Linked DNA regions of Sus scrofa: region 2 is linked to region 1. Evidence: chromatin contacts called from public Hi-C data. All regions are on one chromosome and are shown on one strand. Each heading gives the region's core, a stretch centred on a gene start, on an enhancer-like site or on the middle of the called end of the contact. The rest is flanking DNA. Distances are from core to core; before and after follow the strand shown.

Region 1 (3,894 bases), core at 814-3,313:
GGGGTTCCTGGGGGAGGGGGAAGAGGCGGGAGTGGGAAGGATGGGCGTTTGGGGGGTTTTTTGGATGCAAACTGTTATACTTGGAATGGATGGGCCATGGGATCCTACTGTAGGGCACAGGGAACTGTGTGTGATGGGGTCCCTTTGTTATACAACGGAATGTGAAACATTGTAAATCAACTATACTTTAATAATATAAAAAAATAAATTTCAAGACTAAAAAAAGAGGGACATTGTGAGAAAGGTTCCTTGACATGATTGGAGGGAAGGGGACGGGCAGGACCCAAGGAAGAACAAATCTGAGAGAGAATTGGTTCGTTTTAGAATATCATCTAATTACTGTCACTATTACCTCCCCACGTGCAGCAAGGGAATGGAAATACCAAGCTCTCCCGCAAACTTTCCGATACATACACAGACGCTGCTGAAACATAAACGCGTGCACACAAACACATGCAGTGAAACCAGATTTTGGACTTGGGCTCTTGCTTGCCAACGTTTACCCTAGAGCAAATATTTACTGCGGAGTTACAAAGTTTCCCTAAAGGAGGACCAAAATGGAAGCGTTTACATACACCGCAAGTACGTTATAGGCACAGGGGCCACAAGAAAGAAATAGTTTAATAAAAACATTTATGGACTTTGAAAGCAAAACACAATCCAAGAGGCTTCCACATGGGAAAAGAGGATAGTTCAGCCTAACACGTCTTAAAGATCCTTTGGCTGTGTGCAGCTAACACGTCCCAGTTTCCTCTGAGACCCGGGTAATCCGCATTGTAAAACCTTCGCAGGAAACAAATGAAAGAACTATCCACGCTGCCTTTGGAGGCGAGAGCAGGGGTGTGGGTGGCTCTTCTCTTTCATACGCAGATAGAAACTTTCCAGAACTTAGGAAGGTCGTTGCACTGGGACTCTCTAACCTAAACCATCTCCGCCTCCTCTCCCAACCTGAGAATGTCTCTCTCAACTACTTTCTTCTGTATTCTCCCACCCCATCAGCCTCCCCCCACCCCATTCACTATCCCAACATGAACCTGATGTGTGTGTCCTCGCTGTTTCAATGCCTTTTGGCCTTTGCCTCCATTGCTTGCTCGGAGCCTGCGAGCCCACTAAAGTATGCATGGCCTCAGAACCCGAGTTTTGCGTTCAAAGTTAGCGTTAGCGCTTTGCACAGTCACTGCATTTTGCGGGGCCGCTGGGTCTTGAGGGTGTGCCAGCCTGTTCCTCATTAATGCTTTTGTACTTGATTCCCCATGAACCTCGTACAGCATCCAGCGTTGATGACCAAATGGAACCTTAAGAGAAATAGCTCTGCGCCATTTACAAGTCACACAAACAGAAAAAAGAATCAACTCCAAGTTTGACAAACTTTTGGAAAGAGCTCCTAGGGCCTTGAGGCTCTATCCTTGGGCTCTATCGCCCCCTGGTGGCGTCTCCGAAACGAACACGGCTAAGGGCTCAGTCTCTCAAAGGTTCAAGGGTCCCTCCCTTGGCGGCTGGAGCCCCTCTCCGGGACGCCCCGGTGCCAACTCCGGTGTGGGAGAGGGGAAGGAGGAACTATATACTTGGAGGGAAAGGGAACTTCCTCAAACCCATCCAGCCAAAACGGTTCGGGCTTCTCCACTCCAATCAAAACTACATAGGGGGAAAAAATGCAGATCTTAAAACATCCCTTTGATTTTACAGACGAGAAGATGAATCCCAGAGAGATAATGCGACTGGCTTGGGTCCTTGTCTTCTACGGCCTAACCTCTCTACCCCCGGTCGCGCCGCTCTTTGGGGGATGACAGAGTTTGGGGGTTCAAGCCGCGGGAAAGATTGAAGAGTGGGCTTTATTCTGCTAGAGGATTGGTGGGAATGAGCTAACGAGGGGACGAGGGTCGCGACAATGTTGTCGTCGGCCTGAATTGCCTCCGTTGCCGGGGGTGGGGGGGGGGAAACGGTGTGGGGCGGCTTTCAGGCCACCTTGGCCCCTGGTGGGAACGGGCGGCGCCCCCGGACCCCGCAGCGGCCCAGACCGGCCTCCCAGACCCCAGGCAGGCTGGTGGGCGAGACACTAAGCAGGCCCAGCGGGCAGTGCTCGGGGGTTCGGGGAGGGCGGCGTGGGCTGATTGATTGATTCACTGCCTTTAACCCCCGCCGCCGCGCCCGAGGCGGCCGATCCAGCTGCGGCCGCGGGCCTCGGGTGGCCGCGAGCCGGGCCCGGCGCCCCCGGCGTCCTGGAGCCCCCGCCCCGGCTCCGGAGGGCGGCCAGGGGGGTGGGGATTGATTTACAACCGCGCCGGGCCGACTCGAGCGAAATCACTTCGACCGGGGAAACCGACTCCCTAGGCTCAGCCCGGAAGAGGCCCTGAAAGGGGAGAGGAGCGCGGGCAGGGGCGGCGCAGGGGGAAGGGGCCAGGGGCCAGGGAGGACCGCCGGCCTCAACTTCCCGAGCCGGCTGGGCTGCGGGGACAGGCGGCCAAACTGCTTCCTGCCTCCGCCCCCCCCCACCACCTTTTCGCCAGGAACTGAGCTCCAAGGAGAGCTGGGCATCCCTCTCCCCTGGGACCGGTGCCCCGCGCGCCCGCCACGCAGTCCCCGGGCCTTTTCCACGCGGGCCAGCCCAGCACCCGAAAGCTGCGGTCCCGTCGCACGTGGGCGCCAAATTCGCAACTTTGGCCCGGCTTAGACACAGAATTTAGGGAATGGAGCTGCTAGCTCCGGGAGAGCCCCTAGGCCCCACCTCTGCTTAAACACAACTTGCTCCCTTTGCAGCACAGAAAGCAAAAGAGATCAGTGAGACTGTCCTTAGAAACTTAAGGTTCTCTTCCAAATGACCTGAGTTGACATTGCTGTCAACTACCTCTGCCTTTCCCTACCTCTCTCTTAACTACCTAAGAAAAATAAGCGCGCCCTCAATATATTTTTAAAAATTTTTCTTTAGCCTCTGTATGATGCTCTCTGATCGTACTTCGCTTGGGGGACGGGGCGATGTGCAAGTAATGACATAAAATAAACCTATGGTCCAACTTGAACCAACAAATCCGAACTGGTAGTTCTAAAGTAAAATATAATTTTATTCAATTCTCGTACGTTTATGCGGCTGGATGTGATGCGTTTTCCTACCTACAGCTTGTGAAGCTGATCCCTAGAAACGCGAAAGGGTGAAAACGTACAGATTCTCCTCCTGCCGACACTAAGGATGGCGTTAGCTAGGCAATGACCCACAATTAGAATGCCAGGGAAGACGTGAGTTCACGTGGGCACCCTAACCATTACTTTCTGGCCAAACAAAAGTCAGCAAAGCACAAGCAACAAACCAAATGAATCCGCCTTTTTGTAAGGTGATGGCGTAATGGCTATTTTCAGAAATATTTTTTAAAATAAAAATGCCAGCTTAAGACCTATTTTTAACTGTTGACTGTAATTCTAAAATGCAAGATTATAGGGTAGAATGATGGAAAGGAAACTACAATTGTCCCGCTTGTATAAATAAGTGGAGAAAACATGATGTTTCCCATGAAAAGGGCGCCAACTTCTAAATGGGCTTGTTACTTTACTTGGGTATTTTCTCCTTTCTTCCCTTCTCCCCTGTGCAAATACCATGAGCTCTAAGTCTGGCCTTCAAGTATGGGCGACATGAACCCCTCTCTTCCTGTTAAACCCAAACAGAAAAACAGATAAACTCCTAAAGAAGGCATGAGGTGCCGAGGTCTATACTTTATAGGGTCTTATCCCCAAAGCCACCGCCCCGGGTTGGCTAAACAAAGGCGACGCCTCCGACTACAGCGATTTGTGAATGGAAAGTCTTCCCTATCTGTAATCAGTACCCCAAAAAGAATCTTTTTAAAAAGCCACGCTGCTCTAACTGCAGCTCGATCCGACCTCGGCCCCACTGGTCCAACCGAGCTC
Region 2 (3,894 bases), core at 604-3,103, 95 kb before region 1:
ATGTAAAGCTCTGAATCCATAGCGAACAAAAGCAACTGTTCAGAACGCTCCAAAAAAAAAAAAAAAAAAAGAAGAAAAAAATTGCCCAGCAATTTTAAGTTAATGGGCAAGATTAATGGATTGTCATATAATGGGAAAGGAAAGTATTAGGAAAAAAACAACACAAGTGGCTCTACAAAATTGGTTTGGAATTGGCGTCTACCTGAAGGCCTTTCAGCCAGAGGATTACTGTCTGCGGGGCGCGCAGCTCAGCGGTGTATTAATTTGAAAGCCATGCTTTGCAGGGATACCCAGCACTTAGTGGTTGGTTTTATGTTAAAAATGCTTAGTGTGAAACCTGTGCTGAAAGTTTGCCCAAACATCTCATAGTTGATTGCAAACTCGAGTGCTTGGGGGCTCTGAGCCCACACCTCAAGAATGCTGGTGATTGGGTGACATTTGGCTCCACACCTGGATTTGTCAGGGCCTCTTAGCGGCTGCTGGGAATTCGCCCTGCCTGGGGCCCACCGCTCGGCCCGTCACCCCTCTGACAGATGAAAACACAACGGGGTCTGTTGCCTGACGGACACATTCCTCTCCTGTCTGCCTCTGAAAGGACTTTGTTTAACAGTCCTGGAGTCGGGCTTTTGAGTGACAGATTGTGAAGGGTAAAAGTCATTCAGTTCCATTAAGCTCTGTAACTGCTCTGGAACAAAACACCTCGGGGGGAAAAAAAAAGTGTCGGGGCGGGGGAGGGGAAAATAGAGCCGTGGAGAGCGGGGGGCAGAGCTTTAGGGAGAAAAAAGGGGGATTCTTTTCAGGTTCAAAAACAATCCTTCTCTTTGCTTCTGTCTATCAATTAGGGCTGCGTTCCCAGAGGGAATACGGGCCCGGCCTCATTGGTGTCATTCAGCTGCCAGTCTCCTGACAGGGACACCAAAGGGCCTCATGTAGGGCTGCGGAAACTGTCTGTCAGGCCATCAGCAGCTGCTATGACGACATCACCCCTGTTTTTCTAGGACGATTATAGAGAAAGGGGGCGGGGGCGGGGGTCCCCCAACAGCGTCTGGGCGTCTCGCCTCCAAACCTCTGCTGGTAGTTTCCTTTTCCAACCCCCACATTCCCTCAGTCCCAGTGGGAGTTTCTGCACAAAAACAACCCCAGAGTGTCCCTGCCTGGCTGGGCCGCAGGGTACATAACTCGCCAGCCAAGGACACGCTCTTGGGTGTGAGAAGGGGGCTCTGCTTCTGGGAAAACTGAAGTTCTGACTCAATACATTCAGGGACTCTGGTTCAAACGAGTCTAAAGAAATGGGATGGGTGGTGAAAGGTGGCCCAGGCCCCTGAAAGGCCTGCCCGGGCCAAGCTGTGTGAAAAGCTCTGTGGCCTCCTTGGCGGTTTCCTGCCCAGCCTTAACCTTGGGGGGGCAGGGGGGGCTCCTGCGGGTTTCACTCCCTCTGAGATCTGCTTGGAGCCTGGAGGCTCCAGTGACGCTCTAAAAGCTCTAAGCCAAACTCAGCACCAAGCAACCACTTCCCCCTTTATTTTTCGGCCCCGTTCTCTGCTTTCCCCGAGGCCAGACCTGCAAGGTAACAAGGCTGGGCCCCAAAGACTGCTCGCCACGGCTGCTCACACCAAAGACCCAAGTCTGCAAAGGAGGGGTCCCCGGGCCTCCCGGCCTGACTGGGAGAACTCCCCCTGCTCCCCCCGAGCTCCCCCCACCCTCGGAGTCTGCATGCGAGCAGGAGGGGACTCGGGGACTCAGAGCCTCGGCCGCAAGCTGCGAAGATGCGCGGCTGTCCTCGTGTGTGTGCGGGGTCGGCCGCTTTGCCCTGGTAGCCCGTCCACACGGCAGGGAGCCGCTTCTAAACTGTAGCAATAGCGCTTCGGACCAAACTGCGCGGCGCTGGCGAGCAGGGCTGCCAAGCCCCACGGCCGGGCCCTCGTGTTGCAACACGTCTGCTTCCCGTCAGGGAGGGGATGACAGCTCCCCCCGCACTCGCTCCCACGAACCGTACAAAATGTTTAGCCAAATCCTCTAAGAACATGTACATAAAGCTGTCTCCAGGCTCCCGGGGCCGTGATGTCTTTCTCTTTCCGATCGCTTCTTTCTCCCTACACGTCCGGAGCAGAACCGCCATCCGGGGTGGCTGAAACCTGCTCACACGGCCATGCCCCTGGCTCGGGCACCCAGATGCCCGACCTCCCATGTGTGCCTCCTACAGGACCCCGATGCCTGGGGACGTTCAGAATCAGCCAGCTTTTTGGCACGGAGAGTGTCTGCAGAGGAGCAGATGGACAGGATGCTGAGAGAGAGAGAGACCGATTTGATCATTGTCTTCCTGCGCTCCAGCCTCAGGGAGACACCTCAGGAGCCAGCCTGTGGCCATCGGCACCGACAGAACTGCAGCAGTCACGGGAAGCAGTAAAGTGAGCATTTCCAAATGGGTTTGCAGGTCCTTGGTTGTGACTGCGGCACATGTGCATGGCTGAAGCAGAGAGGAAAGCAACTGAAGAGATAGGACAGGCAGGCAGAGACACACAGAGCTCAAACATCCTGAGGGCATCTCAAAGGGCCCTCAGGTCCTGGATCAGGAGATGCGGGGAGCCTTTTGCTCAGGATGGATTGCCTTGAAAAGGCCTGTTGGAGTAGCTCCCAGGGAGCAGAGGCCTGGAGCTCCCGGATGCTGGATGGTAAAAAAGGGATCCCATCCTGGGGCCCCACGTCACCATCCGATGGCCTGAACGCCCGTCCCTTCCTTCATGACTTTTCACGAGGCCTTCACCTCCAGTGTTGTGAGATGCTCACATTTCTGGCCCTACCACAAACACCGGTTCCCAAACACTTCTCAATCAAAGGCCCGATGCTCCAGGCTCTGAACGTGGGCTCGTCTGTGCTGGAAAGACCAGTGTCTTTGTTCACCACCTTCTCGAGGAAGGCCTGGCCGTGTGCACCCACCCTGCATTCCACCAAGTTCTCGCTCACGTTCCAACATCTATTACATCAGGCACCTGTGTCCTTCCTGATTTGCCCTTCACCGTGCGAGCAAGAATTAAACGGTCCTTTGGGCTGTCAGCAGTGGTGCTTCCTTCCTCCTGTGTGATGGCCATTGAATAGAACCTTATTTGAATTGTTTACTGTCATAATATTTCCCCATGACAGGTTACCTTGGGGCTAACCTTAAACCAGCCTGGTATGGTTCAATTTCAATGGGATAAAGAGTTGGAATAAAAAGACTTTTTTTTTTTTTTTTAGGGCCGTACCCACAGTGTATAGAGGTTCCCAGGCTAGGGGTCAAATCAGAGCTGTAGCCGCGGGCCTAGGCCACAGCCACACACCGCAGCCACAGCAAAGCCAGACCCAAGCTGTGATCTACACCAGAGCTCACAGCAACGCTGGATCCTTAACCCACTGAGCGAGGCCATGGATCGAACCCACAATCTCATGGTTCCTAGTCAGATTAGTTTCCACTGAGGCGTGACGGGAACTCCTGGAATAAAAAGACTATTTAGTCTTTATACATAAGTGCAGATAATTCACTCTCACTATGTGAGTGGATGGCCCCAGCCGTGAATTAGCTTAGTCCTTTCATGTTGCCTTTTATAGACATAAAAGAACAGAAAAATCCATCACAAACACCACTCTTCCATCTTCCTTTTTTTTTTACTTCTATGCAAACTATGAGGCCCAGTAAGAGGTATCTGACATAAAGATACCATAACGCCTTCCCCACGCTGCAACGCAGAAAATTCTGAGCCATAAATATAAATGCCTGTCATGTCACTTCACAGGGATGGTTACTTCTTTCAGTCTCTCTCCAGAAGGGGATAGGAAGTATGGACTTGAATGACCGCTATAACCTTCCCGGAGACAAAACCTGTGGGCGTGGCTCCAACATGTGCCTTGGGATGTCGC

The links. Hi-C and Micro-C count contacts between places; a contact is called where the count stands out from the background.
Region 2: a contact with region 1 is called in a Hi-C map of omental adipose tissue, with 1.8 times the contacts expected there. The contact joins two enhancer-like sites. A contact is called at or near these places in 11 of 47 Hi-C or Micro-C datasets (embryonic fibroblasts, fetal skeletal muscle, heart right ventricle and 6 more) and 1 of 2 datasets of contacts at active chromatin or transcription factors (skeletal muscle).

Annotation. Positions count from the first base shown.
Region 1 is chr18:46,506,055-46,509,948 of Sscrofa11.1, reverse strand. No RefSeq gene overlaps it. Among named protein-coding and RNA genes, the nearest start is that of MIR148A, 93 kb to the right of the region's middle. Within about 2 kb of position 2,063, at least 24 of the 83 cell types and tissues checked have an H3K27ac peak or open chromatin away from gene starts, as enhancers often do. A contact at or near this core is called in omental adipose tissue, retroperitoneal adipose tissue and undifferentiated spermatogonia, where this site is marked.
Region 2 is chr18:46,600,615-46,604,508 of Sscrofa11.1, reverse strand. The region is part of intron 2 of LOC102164754 (a long non-coding RNA gene); the gene reads right to left. Among named protein-coding and RNA genes, the nearest start is that of MIR148A, 190 kb to the right of the region's middle. Within about 2 kb of position 1,853, at least 33 of the 83 cell types and tissues checked have an H3K27ac peak or open chromatin away from gene starts, as enhancers often do. A contact at or near this core is called in omental adipose tissue, retroperitoneal adipose tissue and undifferentiated spermatogonia, where this site is marked.